Regions from separate parts of the Mus musculus genome. Here regions 2 and 3 are each linked to region 1. The links are chromatin contacts, called in public HiChIP or PLAC-seq maps. All regions are on one chromosome and are shown on one strand. The core of a region is the stretch at or near the end of the contact, and the rest is flanking DNA. Distances in the headings are between cores, read along the strand shown.

Region 1 (4,907 bases), core at 636-3,135:
AATGAGGATATTAAGTATTTCTTTTGGACTGTTTGAACCAAAAAGTTTGAGCCACCAGTCTAAATAATCCAGGGGTCTGCAGACCAACAGTGGGCCAAAGCAACCTTTGAGAACTTTCTTTTAACTGAAGAAAATAAACATCACCACCAAAACATCATGTAGCAGAGACCATCATACTGACCCACAGCAAGCAGAGCCTAAATACTATCTGGCTCTTTGTCCATTCCTGAATTTATACAACCAAAATATACAAACATTTTCACTGATTCAGACTCCACTGATACAGACTCTAGACCTGTGCTGTCAAATTGAATGATTATATACAATGAAATTAAGATGAAACAAATTAAAACTCAAGTTTTTGGTAATCATACTACATTTCTTTGATAACCATATTTTAAGTGCGCCAAAAATGACTGCTAATAGATACCATGTTGGACAGTGCAGATATAGAATATTATTATCACAGAAAATTCTATTGGAAACGCTTGTTCGATCCAGTATCTAGAATCAGTACCTTCTCGTATTCTCAGCATCAAACACATCATTTATATCACCATCCCAAACATTTTACTCCATTTACATCTATCAACTTGTAAAGGTTTCCAGCCATTCACATAGTCAAGAAGTACACTGCTTGAACCTAACCTTTAATGACCAAATACCTTACGATATATTTCCTTCCATATTTATAAATCATCTCTCCAACAATCTGACCAATGAAATGCCATCCCCATGAAGTCTACTTTAGCACAAGACAATGAACCTATGAGACATACAAGGGACTCAACGGAACCAATTTAACTGAAATGAAAACTAACGGTCAACCTTGGTGTCTAGAATAAACTGCTGCTTTGGGTTTTAGCCACATGCTTTATCTCTGTTAACTTCTGTCTTAGTCACAGTTTTATTGCTGTGAAGAGACACCATGGCCACAACTCTTATAGCAGGAAGCAGTTAATTGGGGGTCTTGCTTACAGTTTCAGAGACTTATATAGCAGTCATCATGGGGAACCTGCGAGCAAACACAATGCTGAAGGAGTAGCCAAGAACGTCCACAAACAGCAGGCAGAGTTTTGGAAACCTCAAAGCTCATCCCTCATTAACACATCTCCTCCAACAAGGCCACCCCTCCTCCTAATCCTTTCAAACAGTGCCACTCTCAGTTGACTCGGCATTCAAATATATGAGCATAAATCAAACTACAACGTCTAGTACATTTTAAAAATTGCAGTAGGCAATATTTTTCTTCCCAAAGGGAATCCAAAGTCTTTTGGATGGGAAAGGAAATTTATGTAATCTAACACACCGATTTGTCTTTACTAATGTTGGACCTGCAGAAACCCGAAACTCTATTATTGTGCTCGGACGGAGCCTACAATTTAAAGTTCACTCGTCGCCTTCAGACCACGGAAGCAGGGAACGTCGGTCAGAAACACATACCACAAGGAGTTGGCGAGAGACGGTGGGACCGGATCCCGGAGCCCTGACCAAAGATGATGGGCGGGGCGAACCCGGAGGCCCACGGCGCACCGCGCAGACGACACGACCCCGGGAATGGAGCGGCTTTGGGAAAGGAGAAGCGAAACGCGGCGCTCCAGGAGAAGGAGAGCGGGCCGTTGGCGCTCGCGCGGTCCGGTCGGCTGCAGGGCCTTTCCGAGATCGCCCCGACGACCGAGCGACCTCAGCAACCCGCGCCCGCCCTTCAGCACTCAAACAGAACCCGAGCCCTCTCAGGAGCCCAGAACGGAAAGGAGCATTCTGACCCGCCACCGACCACCTGCTTGACTTGTCTGGGGTCCTCGCGCTCCTTGGAGTCGGACGTCACCTCTCAACGTCCCTGAAGTATTCAAATCTAACCGCCCTAGTGATGCGCATGCTCAGTGCTGCGCGCCGCGCAGACCCCACCCCTTCGGCTCCAGACCGGCCCCGCCCCTAAGACATAAACTTCTCTGTCCTCCTCTGCTCTGACTTAAGTTCCCTCGGGTTTTTCTTCTTTTCTACAGAATTTTCTTCGTCTCTGTTATTCTGAGAACGGCCATCTTCTTTCGAGTGTTTGCAGAGTAAACAATCGCACTGTTGGCTTCCGTACAAAATGGCGACTTCCATGGTATTGCGTCACAGCGCTCTGTGTCTACTCCCTATAGCTACCAGGAAGAAACTAGCTTCTGGGACGAGGTGGCCGAGTGGTTAAGGCGATGGACTGCTAATCCATTGTGCTCTGCACGCATGGGTTCGAATCCCATCCTCGTCGAAAGTGTCTTTTGCTAATTAGTGTAATGTGAATTTATAATCCACAGGATGGAAGTGATTAAATATTGCTTCGGGTTTTAATTCCGATCAGGTTCTATCTAACACAATTAGTCTCAGCATCGAGGTGTTTTAGTTGGTGATATTGTAATTTGAAGGAATTTGATATTTGAAATCAGCTGAAGGAATTGAGATATTTGAAAGGCTGCTTTTGGAATGTTATGACTCACAGATGAAGAAAAAGCAGATAAAGAGACTTTTTTCTAGGAATTTAATTTCTTACAAAGTAAAATAACAGGACATGTTCAGTGGTGGTCTGGAACATGAAATGTCCTAGCTCTGAGATGAATGCTTTCAGTCTTTAATGAGCTCTTACTCCGAGGGCTTTGTTTTGTTTTTGTTATTTTGAGACACAGTTTTACTGTGTAGCAGTCTAGCCTCCAGGTTAAAAATCATCCTGTCTCGCCTTCCCAAATGCTAGGATTACAAAGCTATACCCCCATAATCGCTATTTTGGGGGTTTAATACCTGTCCTGATCGTGAAGTACCATATTGCATTACAAATGCCACCTCTTCCAGCCCTTAAGCAAGCTATGGGATTTGTTTTCAATGTATACATTAAAAAGGTGCCCATGGGGGTGGGGGTAGGGGTGGGGGTGGGGGTGGGGGTGGGGGGGTAACCCAAGTGAACCCTTTGCAGGGCAGTGGTGGCGCAGACCTTTAATCCCAGCAGTTGGGAGGCAGAGGCAGGCGGATTTCTGAGTTCGAAGCCAGCCTGGTCTACAGAGTGAGTTCCAGCATGAGTTCCAGGACAGTCTGGGCTACACAGAAACACTGTCTCAATCCCCCCACCCCCACCCCAAAACAAAACTCCCAAAAACAAAACAAACAAACAAACAAAAATGCCCATGACATTTGAAATCTTGCTATGATCCAGAAACTACTGAAGAAGAGGAACACGACTACCTTTTCAAAAGACAAAAAGCTGAATCTTCTGGATTTAACCAAAGGATTAGGAATAGAAAAAAGAACAGAGATTTTCCTCCTGTAACATCATCAGACAAATTCATTCAACTCACACTTAAAAACCCTTAATGTTTTTTACATAACTAAAAGCAACATACATTTTACATGGATTATGTGTCTCCGACTCTGCAGAACCCTGTGATCATGATAGATGTCTTCATATTCTATTATTGTTGTTTTACACTGAAAGATTAATTTGTCCAAGGCTATACAGCTTCTAAGTTGCAGACAGGACAGTGTAACCCACATCTATTGACTCCATGATGTTTAACCCTCATCCTGTATGGTACCAGATCATGAAGAGTTCTTAATGATCCCCTGGAGTGGTGATTTTACATTCCTCTCACTGGGCATGCTCAGTGTTCAAGAGCCCAGCACCAGGGGCAGGTGCTTCAGCAAGATTTGTGGCACTGATGATTGGAAGGCAGTCAGACGCCTCTCTCCTGGTTCCTCCATTTTAGGTCCAAATCCCTTGGGAATGTTGCTACCTTCACAGTCTGGGCACTTTTGGCCAGTTCTCTTCAGCCATGTCTTACTGTCCGTTTTCTGTCCTGGTGGGACATACATCCCTTCAGGGGCCTTGCAGACAATTTAGTAGCCAATTTTTTGTGGGTGAAGAGTGGGCAGCGACAATCATTTTCATAATCTCTCATCAAAAACACTTTTAAATAAGGCAATGAGCTTCAGTGATATTGCCTGTGACTTTGCCTCTGATTGAAATCGTGTATTTTATATTACTCTGACTGCTTTAGAATTCCTATGGTTTGAGAGTGTCTGTCAAATTTTGTGTGTCAGAAATTTGATCCAAACTGGGTAGTGACACAAGCCTTTAATCTTGGCACTCAGGAGGCAGCAGTAGGCAGATTGCTGAGCTCCAAGGCTAGCCTGGTCTACAGAGCCAGAGGCATCACAGGGAAGCCCCGACTGGAGAATCAAAACAAAGCAAAAAGAAATTTGATCTAGAGCAGCAGACAGAGCATCCATCTCTCAGATTTTCCAGCCCCCAGAACTGAGAGCAAGTGCCTCCCACAGATGCCTCTGTTTATGAGCAGCCTGAGACTCACTCTTTAGCTTAGGCTAATCATACATCCTGCTTCAGCCTCTTCAGTCCAGAAAGTACAGGAGTGTGCCACCATGCCATGGCCAGCGAAATTTATATTCTATATAAATCATTCAGTTTCGCGTATTCTATTGTAGTAACAGAAAGCAGCCTATTACAGTATTCACTACTTTAAAACTATGGTCATGCCGGGCGTGGTGGTGCACACCTTTAGGCAGAGGCAGGCGGATTTCTGAGTTCCAGGCCAGCCTGAGCTATGTAGTGAGTTCCAGGACAGCCAGGGCTATACAGAGAAACCCTGTCTCGAAAAAACCAAACCAAACCAAAACAAAACAAAAAACCCAGAAAAACAAACAAACAAAAACTATGGTCATTATTAGACCTGCCATTAGACTTTAATAAAAAAGGATCTGGGTGTGGTGGCACATCTGTAATCTCAGCCCTTGGAGATCAGTTCAAAGATATCCTCAACTATTCAGTCAGTTTGAGGTCAGCCTGGGCTATGTGAGACTCTGCCTTTAAAAAAAGTCGAGCATAAGTTTGTATAAGTATATATGTGAATTTTTGGTTG
Region 2 (4,907 bases), core at 910-3,409, 250 kb before region 1:
AAGGTCAGTTATAGTCTCCTCTTGCAGGAGAAAAGAACTGTATTCAGGGTGTGGTTAGGCTGATAAACCCAGGGGAAAGGTTTCTACCTATTCTTTCTGGATCACCTCCCTAGCCCTCAGCTCAAGCCTCCTTGGCTGCTGATGGAAGCCGAGTATGAGGGTCAGTGGATAAAAGTGCTGGGTACCAAATCTGACAACCTGGGTTTGATCCCCGGGAACACATGGTGGAAGAAGAGAACAGAAACCCTTTGAGGGTGAGTTTCCACATCACTAGCTAAGGTTCCAGGGCTCTGGCCGCTTCTGAGAGGCAGGAGCAGGATGAGTTCTGAGTTGGGGATATGATGAGAGATGTGGGGTAGACCTTAGAGTTTTAACTCCTATGGAGAAGTGAGGGGGAAAACAGCCTACAATGTGAAATTAGCCCATGGTAGGGAGTTAGGAGCAAGAGGGAGATGCAGAGACAATGTGGCACCTGCTATGTGTCTGGGAAGCACATTTGGCCACAGCAGCCTGGGAACCAGGAACAGTACCCACTGTCCTGAGAGCCAAATCAGGACCTTTTCCCTTTTCCTGCCTTGGCTTGGTCTCAGTGGGCATCAGTTGCTGGCCACCAACCTGGGGTCGTTTAACATTCTGTGATTTCTGGGAATGGGTACTGGCTGCTTGCCTCAAGGATCACTTCAAGGCAAGAACTGAGCAAAGGCTACGCTATTCAGGGAGAGGAAGCCACCAGCCATGAGGCATCTCTTCCATCAAAGGCTGCCCCCTCCATCAGTCAGTTTTCCCATTTGAAATCTGGGCAGGAAAATGTTGACCCTTTCCTGGCGGCTCACACCTCCTCCTCTCCACGCGCAGGTGTAGGAGGAAGCAGAGGGCAGGAGATGCCCACCATGCTCCAGAGCTACTCACTGGCATCCTCCTATCCCACAGCCCCTCTAGGGCCTGCTTCCGAAGGCTGTTTATCCTCAACCTGCTGTGGGGACAGTCTTGCTCCCAATGAGAAAAGCTGCCAGCAGGGTCTTTTGTGGTTCTGCTCCCGTGTGGTACTGCCTAGGGGCCCCACCATGGGGGCAACAGATGGACCTATGGTCTCTACAGAACAATGGTGGGGGAGGGGCCTTGGCATCGCCTGCCCCAAACAGGAAGCTTTGACTGAGCTTCAAAGGACTGGCAGGGCCAAGGGGCTGAGTTGGTGGAGCCCTGTGCCAGGATTGGAGGCTGTACAATTGCTTGCTGCCCTCCAGCCTTGAGGTAACCAGCCCAGCAGCATGGGTAAGATACAGTGGCCAAGGCAGCCAGGGTTTGGGCAAAGGGTGGCTTGCACTGGCAGGACACCAGTCTCTGGCCTGACAACAGGTTGGAGGGCAGGGGCTTGGAGGCTGGGCTTTGCCCTAGTTCAGGTGCCCCTTGCCAATCGAGATTTCAGGTTCTATACACAGCCACAGTGTTCCCCCCTCCAACAAACAACCATGAGGGGAGGGCTGGCACCGGGCCTGCTGCCCACTCCCTCCCTGCCTCCTGCTCCCAGCTGCTCTGCTCAGAGCCTTTTCCTCTCCACTTCCTGTTCACACAGGGGGGGGCGGGAAGTGGAGGGAGGAAGCTAGGGGGTGGTGTGGAGAGGGGGGCCATTGAATAAAAGGAATTAACCGTTTCCCTCCTCTGACCTCTGGGAATTTCCGCCTGTGAAAGTGTCTCGAAGAATCAGTAGTGCTGGAGGAGAGGAGAGGTGTGCCCCCTCTTGCCCCCTCCCCCCACCCAGTGGTGGTGGGGCCAGATAAGTCCCTCTGGGCCCCTAATCTTTTGTTTCCCTGGCGCCAGAGGATGGGGGAGCAGCGCCAAGGGCAGCCAGGAGCTTGGTGGCTTCTGAGCCCCCTCCCAACCAACAGAGTTGGTGCCAGGCTCTGGCCTGAGACCTGAGCCTTAGAGAGGAGGGGCAGGAACCAGAGAATTGGTATCCACGGAGAAATAAGCTCACACCCAGGCTGAGCCCTGCTCCTTTAGTGTCTGGGCTGGTGCCCTTGGCCAGTACACTTTGGGGACAGTAGGGAGGGCAGCTCGGGTGGGAGGGTGGGGGTGGCTTTAGGGCTCTGGCTGGGCACACCCTCCGTTGGCCACACCCCTTAGAAGCGCTGCTTGAGAGCAGTTCTGTGTGGACGCCAGTCCACAGCGCCCCCTAGTGCCTAAGGACAACTGACAACTGGTGAGGCGGCCCCTAGGGCCCTGTCAAGGGCGGGCCTCAGGAAGCACCTGCTCCCCAGGACCAGCGGCCGCCCTCGATCTCCCCCAGGTGGCTTCCTTGTTTACAGGCCTCCTGCCCTGGTCTCAGCGTCACTGCCTGTGGCCACTCCTCCTATTTCCAGTGACCTCCTATTTCCAGGCTCCAGAGGCAGCTCATTCATCTTGGCCCCTGCCTACACAACTGTTCCCTCCCCCTCCTTCTTTGGCCCCTCCCCAGGCTTAGGGCCAGAGCCCCAAGGGCCTTCTCTCTGCTCTCTATTCCAAGTTTTGCTTGGTTTCCAGGGATCTAAGAGCTGTGGCTTCCCGTTGCCCTGACTCACCGGAACCCCATTCTATCAGTGCCAGGGAAGGCTGGGGCCTTTTCCCAGGAAAGAGGAAGCAGCCTAAGACCAGATGGGCTGTTTAGTATAAGACAGAAGGGGCAGGGGCGTCCCAGGCCGCTTGAGCAAAACCCTCCGGGAGAAGGGAGCAATAGGGCAGTGTTTGTTTAACTAACATGTATTAGGCCCCATTATGTACGAAGACAGCAGTTCCAAGCTGTTTTATCTAAACCACAAGCAAGCAATCAGTTTGGTGGGAGACCAAGGCTTTCTACTTAAAACCACGTTGACCACGGTGCTCCTATTATCTATAAGTGTGAAGGGGTCTGGAGCCACATGGAGAAGAAATTTCTCCCAAATCTTCCTTGAGAGAATAGGATTAGGATACCTACTAGACAGAGGGTGCCTCCCCGCACCTGCTATCCTTGCATCTAGAAGACAGGATCTTTGTGAGTCATTGTGTAGGTAGCTTAGCCCTCTGGGCTGGCAGAGACCATGGGAGACCTTACTGCTCTAGGGGGCCAGATACAGTTAGAACCAGAGACAATTCTGACACAGGATTACATTGGAGGAGAAAAGGGTCATTTTATAAGCTAGGTCAGCTGGCCGCCTGCTTAGGGACAGGAACACTCACTCACGTTCTTACATCCTGGGCCAGCTGATTAATTCATATCAATCCAGTCAGACAATGCACTGTGAACACCTGTCCAGAGGGCAAAGGCTGTCCCTGAAAGACCTGACTCCAGGATGTCCCAGGATGTAGCTTCTGGTCCCAACTAAAACTAAGAAAGTGTTGTCTCGGGGTGAGGACAGGCAAAGTCACAGGAGCAAGGTAAGGAGAAAACAGGTCAAGTGCCACAGAGCTCCACAGTGCCTACAGCAAAGCCAGGCCCAGCCTGGCAGGGGATCCAGTCTTTCGGAAGGGCAAGCAAAATCCAGAATGTGTGAGAGCCACTGGAGAGAATGAGGGACTTACAGCTATAAATGAGAGTCAGGCCACACCTCCTCAAGGCCCAGGGAAGACTACAGAAGTGGCAGGAAGAGCAGAAGGAAAGGTGGTGGTTGGCAGCCTACATTCCAGGCACTGGAACTCAGCATGTATGCTCCCCTCACACAATACAGATGTAATAGAGGAAGTGAGGAAGACTAGCGAGGAAGAGGAGGAGGAGGAAGAGGCAGAGGGGGAGGAGAACTAGTGGGAGACATGGAAAGTAGGTGAGTGTGACTCAAGGCACCCCTGTTATATGTAACATACGCTCATAAAAAACACTTGGAGAAAGAATTAAGGGCCTAGAACCTGACCAGGCATCAGGCACTTCTAGAAAATTCTTGCAACCACTAGGAAGGAAATGGCCGAAGAAGCATTAGTAAGACCTAGTTAGTGTTGGAGAATTTGTGCCCCAAGGTGCCAAAACTGGATGAATTCCGTGAGCAGCAGCGCCACCTGCCAGCCAGAGGTGAGATTAGCTCCAGGATTTAGGAAGAGGGACTGTAATCTCTAAACATTTATAGTCAGAGAAGGAAACAAGCAAAACCTGCCTCACCCCCAGTGAAGGACCTACGCCAAGGCTCAAAGGCTTGCAGGACTCTGGACTTCTTCTTTTTATTTTTATTTTTTTAATTTAATTTAATTTTTTCTAGCCTTTGCTGGCCTAGAACTTATTATGTCGACTAGGCTGGCCGTGACCTGACCTGTTCTATTCCACACTTGGTGCAGGCAGCCTTCTTGTGGCATTCCATCCTTTCTTGGGATCATATCCTGTTAGCTTCAGCATCAACACAAAGCCATCAAGTCCAGGGCCACCATTGTAGCGTGATTTAATACTCTCCCTATTTCCCCTTGTCCCAGGTGTGCCCTCAGCCTCAGGGCACCCGACACTGGAGCCCCAGGTCACATTAGCATCTCCACATGCCCACTCTCCCCACAAGTGCCTAGGGTCTGCCTGCTTGCTCCTGGGTCACCTAGTTGAGGCAGAAGAGGGCGAGCTGGAGGTCCAGAGGCTGTGGAAGGACGGAGGAAGGAAGGACAGCGGGCCACTCAGTCCAGGTGAACATGCTGACGAGAACAGAGGAACTGTTAGATGTAGTGGTTAAAAGGATCACGGCTGATCTCACCAGCTCGGGCTGCCTGGGACGGGCAGCTCTAAGACAGGTCTGAAGCACAGCTCGGCGTTCGCACCTGAAAACCTCCCGGCTGAAGCTTGGCTGCAACCCCCTCACAATCGCAGACCCGGCAAGCTCAAGGACCGAACACCAACCAGGGCCTGGCTTTCGCAGGAGGGTCTGGCAGCTGGATCCATGTCTGTCCACCCACGCGGGGGAACTTCCTATAGCCAGCTGAGGTGCTCC
Region 3 (4,907 bases), core at 835-3,334, 160 kb after region 1:
AATCTAACAGCAACCAGCATCCAAGAAATACTTGGGAGAAATGAGGCTAGCCTCTCTCCCTGAGAGTGGGCAGGCGTACTCGAACTGCCGAGCAGTTCTAGAATTCTAGAACAGCAGAAGCTGTGGCCTGGAGCTGTCCCTTGTTGGAGGAAACAGGTGGCAGGCATGAAGAAGAGAATGCCCACCTTGCCCTTGAACGTGTCGTGCGCCCTTGGATGTTCATGTGCCAAGGTGGGAGGAAGGGGAGTGGGCTGTGGGTGAGGTGGGGAGAGAGGAGAAGAAAGGCTGGAGAGTTCTTCTGGAGGGAGCCTGCAGTGAGGCTTTAGGGGAGGGCACAGCACAGAGCTGGAAGGACTTCCTGGATGGAGAAACCAGCTGGGGCAAAGGCCCAGGCCAGAGTAAGGCAGGGAAGACTGCGTACAACCACAGCTGCTGTGCTCAGCAGCGGAGAGGGGAGTTGCAGAAAGAGTCAAGATAGACCCAAATTGTGTTTGCTTTGCTAATCCTTAGGTCCCCCTCCCCCAAGACAAGGTCTCCAGAGCCCTGTGTGACCTGGAGCTCTCTCTAGACTAAGCTAGCCTTCGAATTCACAGAGACCTGCCTACCTTGCTTCCCAAGTGCTGAGGTTAAAGGCACGCAGCACCATGCTTCCTTATTAACACTGGGTCTAGTGTGTTGCTCAGGTAGCCTCAAGTTCCTGGCCCCAAGTGATCCTCCTGCTTCAGTCTCCAAAGCATCTGGGACAAAGGAGCTCTACTGAGATGTTAGGTCTTTATTTGGGGGGCACTTTCCCAGTCCTTTTACTTAGGTAGCCCAGGCTTGCCTTGAACTGGATATATAGCTCAGGCTGGCCTCAACGTCACTGTAATCCTTTCCTTCAGGCTCCTGAGTGCTTGGGTATACAAGATGCCTACTATGCCCAGTGTAACCTTTGTATTGACCTTAAATGTGCTGGGATGCATGGTTGGCTCCATCAGAGGAGGCTCCATTGTTCTCTCTGGCTCAGGGTGGAGGTGCAGTTCAGCGACCTGGACTGGAAGAAGGGAGGCAAGTTGGATTGGTGTGGAGAAGTCGAATTCTGAATGGCTCTTGGTTAGAGGAAGTAGGTAGAGCACAGTAGGGGAGAGCCCCCACCTTGCATAGTGTGGCTCTGAGTTCCTCCACTGTGGAGTGGAATATAGGCAGAAGAAGAGGCTGGTATGTGCTCCTGCCCTGTCCCCCCCCACACCCCCCATCTATCTGGGGGCTTGTCTAAATGCCTGTTGGATAGTGAAAAAAATATGAGCATATAACAAGATTGTCATAAATGACAATTATGCACATTAAAACAGTATCCTTAGGAGGACCTACAATCGAACCAATCAATCAATAGAGCACTTAGAAGCATGAATAGCCAAAAAGGAACTCCTTACAGATTCAAAAGAAGTTTTGTCCTGGGGGAATGGTACAGGGGGAAGGAGGGGACAGGCTTTCCTCTTCAATAAACTTTTAAAAACTTACATTGTTTTGGAGGGTGGGGAGACGGCTCCCCCGGGTTAGGGGCATTTGTTCATTGAGAGGCCCTTGAATGGGTTTCCCCGCTGCCCACAAGGCAACTCATAACATCGTTCTAGGGAATCCAGCTCCTCTTCTGGTCTCTGCGGGTATCAGACTAACAAGCAGAACACATATACACACGCAAGAAAAATACTCATACACATAAAATAAGTTTTGGAAAAAAAATTACAGTTTTTTAAACTCTGACCATAATTTTTAAAAGAATACCACACTCATCTTTGCTGTTTATGGTCTCCCTGTTTTTGTTTGGCCTTCTTGTATGAGATGGTGGTGATAGTGGATAGTGATCTTTCAATGTTCTCATTTAGTAAAATACAAATTCTGGGGAAATTTCAGTCTTGGAAACCGTGCATCCAGAGCACGAGTGGGAAACTGGAGCGTCCAGAAAGTCACCGCGCCTGCGAGTCCGCGGATGGCCGGTAGGGGTCAGGCGAGCTCCACGCAGCGCTGACTGAGCGGGTCCCGGGAGTCCTCGCTGCAATCGGCCGCCCGCAGAGCTTTAAGGCAGGAGTCTTAAGAAGTGAGAGCACTTTAGATCCGCCATAAGCAGATAACCGATGGCCATGCGGATTCCAGCCCCCACCAGGGCACGCTGTGTGCTAGACGCTCTCTCCACTCTGTGTGCTGTTGCTTTACTCCGGCTCGGGCCCCACCCAGCCTCCCGGGCGTCAGAGCGTGGCTGGCTCACCCGTCGTTCCTAGGTTTGAGCAACTCACCCAGCAGGGCTTTGCATCCTTAAGCAATCTTGCCTTGAGCACTCAGTTGGTTGCAAAGGTCAGGGAAGGAGTGGATGTGTGAAGTGAAGCAATATTACAAGGGACTACCACTGGGATGTGGGGCTAAGACTCTGGTCCCTGGGGAGAAACTCTCTCCAGGCCCAAGTTGGATTATCAGCGGGGTGGGTGGGGGTTGGGAACCAAAACCAAACCAACTCAACCAAACAAAAACCCCCATATAGCTGCCTTAGCCCAGTGTCACTCCCTAGGGAGCCCAGGTGTTTGTCACTAGATTCTGATAAGGCACAAGACCTGGCTACACTTAACACTTCTCATTAGCAGCGTCCCACCCCCACTATTCCCATCCACTTTTCAGACATAGTTTTTATTTTGTCTTTTATTTAAAAACATTTCTTGTGTGTCACATTAAAAAAAAATTCAGAAAAACAATCACATTCTTCCTTTCAGTTGCTATAGCTGGATACAAACAGATTGGGTAATTATAGCTCATGGTTCCAGAGGCTGACTATCAAAAGCATGGCGCTCCCAACTCCAGTGTTCTTCTCTTGCCTGATAACATGGTAGGAGACCTGACACGACAGAGCAGGCACACTAGTTTAAGATTCCCTTTTATAAAGCCACTAAAGTCATTACTACCTAAACCATTAACAAATGGCTGGGACTGAGGTTTTTAACAGGTGAACTTCTGGGGCACACTCTCGTTGGTAGGGTTCCTATGGCATGACTGGGTGACATGTTGCCTTCTGATAACTTATGGAGGTCAGAGGGCAACTCTCCATCCCCCATATGGGTTCTTGGACTCCAACCCAGGTTGTCTGGCTTGGTGACAATCTTGCAGGCGTGCAGGTCCTCTGCCTCATTTTGATCATCTTCTGTGGGTTGTTCCAGGGATCTTCCTCAGCTGGTCAGTGTATCTACTGCATTCATGAACCCCCTCTTAAGATGGGACGGGTGTGGGGTTGCTAAGGTGCTGACTCCACCTGTCTCAGACCTCAGCACTCCACCTAGGCTAAGACTGTTGGGCTGGGAGCCAGGAAAAACAGTCTTTATTTTTGGGAACTCACATGAATGTGGTAATCCACGGCCTGGGCGCTATTTGTGACGGCCCAAGGTTGGGAGGCCCAAGGTTGGGATGTCCCTGTTGCTAGCCCATTAGGATCCTAGCTCCAATTCTGACCTTGAAAAAGTCAAGTATTAAAAGAACAAAACAACCTTGCAGAGTTTGAGCTGGGTGTGGTGGTTGCACGTGCCTTTAATCTCAGAACTAGGGAGGCAGAGGAGGATCTTTGAGTCCAAGGCCAGCCTGGGCTATATAGCTAGACAAATGAAACAAAACTCAGATATGCCAGCTGTGGTGGTTCATGTATATAATTTTGGCAGTCAGGAGGCAGAGGCAGGAGGATTCTGAGTTACAGTTAGACTCTGAATCAAAAGCAACCCCCCCCCAAAAAAAAAACTCTCAAAATCCTCCAGAAACTTAAGACTCTCCTCCTGTCTTCCCACACTTGACACCCCCCCCCCATTTTCTCCCCCTTTCCTTTAAGAAAAAGCACAGGGTGTTGCCTGTAATCCCAGCACTCAAGAGATAGGGGCAGATCTACTGTTCAGGGTCTTAGTTCAAAGCTAGTCTCGGCTACAGGGAGACTAAAATAAAACCATGGAGAAGTTGGTAGGGCAAGGAGCTGACTCAGTGGTGCAGTGCCTGCCTAGCACAGCCTAGGTACAATTTCACACACAACAAGAAGAAAAGTCACCAGGAGATCTGGGTCTGAGACTTCCTATTCTGGCCTCCTATCCCATTCCCAAAGGGCAAACTGAAGGGCAGGCCGCTTCAAGGACATTCTCTGGATGCAGACAGGACCATAGCAAGTGGCTTGTTTCTCCTGCAGAACACGGCTTTGGGCGCAGAAGGGTTTACCTTGCAGTATATTTAATACAAAATGGCAACAGACATTGTGCAGTTGTAATAAAATTAGCCACAGGGTGTCTAGAGAAATATACAGAGGCAACAAGGCTGGAGGGGAGCCAGGCAACCTGGGCTGGGCCACAGGACCTGTGTCTGCTGGCCAGTCAGCTGCAGAAGGTCACATGAGCAGGCCCAGTGCTAGCCTGTGACAGAGTGATGCAGACAGACTCAGGTACACGAGGGAGCCGATCTTCTGTGTTGTCTTGCCTGGACTGTGGACTCTGTCCTTCCTGGGTCTGCCATAGGCATTCTGGAGCTGTCTAGCTCTTGGAGAAACAGTTAAGAAGGAGATGGCTTTTGCCTTTTCCTCAAGAAATGAGACCACAAGTATCTGACAACTGAAAGGGGTAATGCCTCTGTTACCCTTGAACAGAAAGGGCACCCTGCCAGAGGCTTGCCCAAGAAAAGGAGTCGGGTACCTGTCAGATGCTACCTGGAGGGTCAGGTCATCACATTCAGATGTAGAAAGCAATGGCACAGACACTGCCACCCTCCCCCCAAACCCCCCAAAAAGCCAAAGTCATTTTAGCAGTCATTTTAGGCTTTCCTGCCCGGAACGGCTGGAGAATCCGACTTCACACGGGGCAGAGGGCTGACAGAGAAGGGCAGCTGAGCAGCAGAGCTTCCTTAGACAGGTCAGAGGGCTG

Evidence for each region. HiChIP or PLAC-seq counts read pairs in DNA pulled down with a chosen protein or histone mark.
Region 2: a FOXA1 HiChIP or PLAC-seq map of pancreatic cancer cells shows a contact between it and region 1. The contact joins the enhancer-like site here to the promoter of Knl1 in region 1. A contact is called at or near these places in 3 of 39 promoter capture datasets (erythroid cells, hippocampal neurons and pre-B cells), 35 of 484 Hi-C or Micro-C datasets (the Ba/F3 cell line, CD4 T cells, CD8 T cells and 24 more), 10 of 115 datasets of contacts at active chromatin or transcription factors (bone marrow-derived macrophages, double positive thymocytes, embryonic midbrain and 5 more) and 3 of 9 other capture datasets (adipose tissue, liver and pancreatic islet).
Region 3: an HNF4G HiChIP or PLAC-seq map of pancreatic cancer cells shows a contact between it and region 1. The contact joins the enhancer-like site here to the promoter of Knl1 in region 1. A contact is called at or near these places in 1 of 39 promoter capture datasets (neural stem cells), 4 of 484 Hi-C or Micro-C datasets (CD8 T cells, the G1E-ER4 cell line and uterus), 4 of 115 datasets of contacts at active chromatin or transcription factors (embryonic stem cells, pancreatic cancer cells and stem cell-derived neural progenitor cells) and 1 of 9 other capture datasets (adipose tissue).

The regions. Positions count from the first base shown.
Region 1 is chr2:119,044,097-119,049,003 of GRCm38.p6, reverse strand. It overlaps Knl1 (kinetochore scaffold 1), which reads right to left and starts at 1,885. Exons shown (of 24, transcript NM_029617.3): 1 at 1,781-1,885. n-TSgct7 (a tRNA gene) reads left to right here and starts at 2,173; the gene lies at 2,173-2,254.
Region 2 is chr2:119,297,598-119,302,504 of GRCm38.p6, reverse strand. It overlaps Vps18 (VPS18 CORVET/HOPS core subunit), which reads right to left. Exons shown (of 5, transcript NM_172269.3): 5 at 4,052-4,907. The coding sequence ends at 4,886. Among named protein-coding and RNA genes, the nearest start is that of Vps18, 11 kb to the right of the region's middle. Within about 2 kb of position 2,159, at least 144 of the 459 cell types and tissues checked have an H3K27ac peak or open chromatin away from gene starts, as enhancers often do. A contact at or near this core is called in CD8 T cells, the G1E-ER4 cell line, adipose tissue and 15 more, where this site is marked.
Region 3 is chr2:118,880,653-118,885,559 of GRCm38.p6, reverse strand. It overlaps Ivd (isovaleryl coenzyme A dehydrogenase), which reads right to left. Exons shown (of 12, transcript NM_019826.4): 12 at 2,651-4,907. Among named protein-coding and RNA genes, the nearest start is that of Gm32798, 4.6 kb to the left of the region's middle. Within about 2 kb of position 2,084, at least 150 of the 459 cell types and tissues checked have an H3K27ac peak or open chromatin away from gene starts, as enhancers often do. A contact at or near this core is called in the G1E-ER4 cell line, adipose tissue, neural stem cells and 1 more, where this site is marked.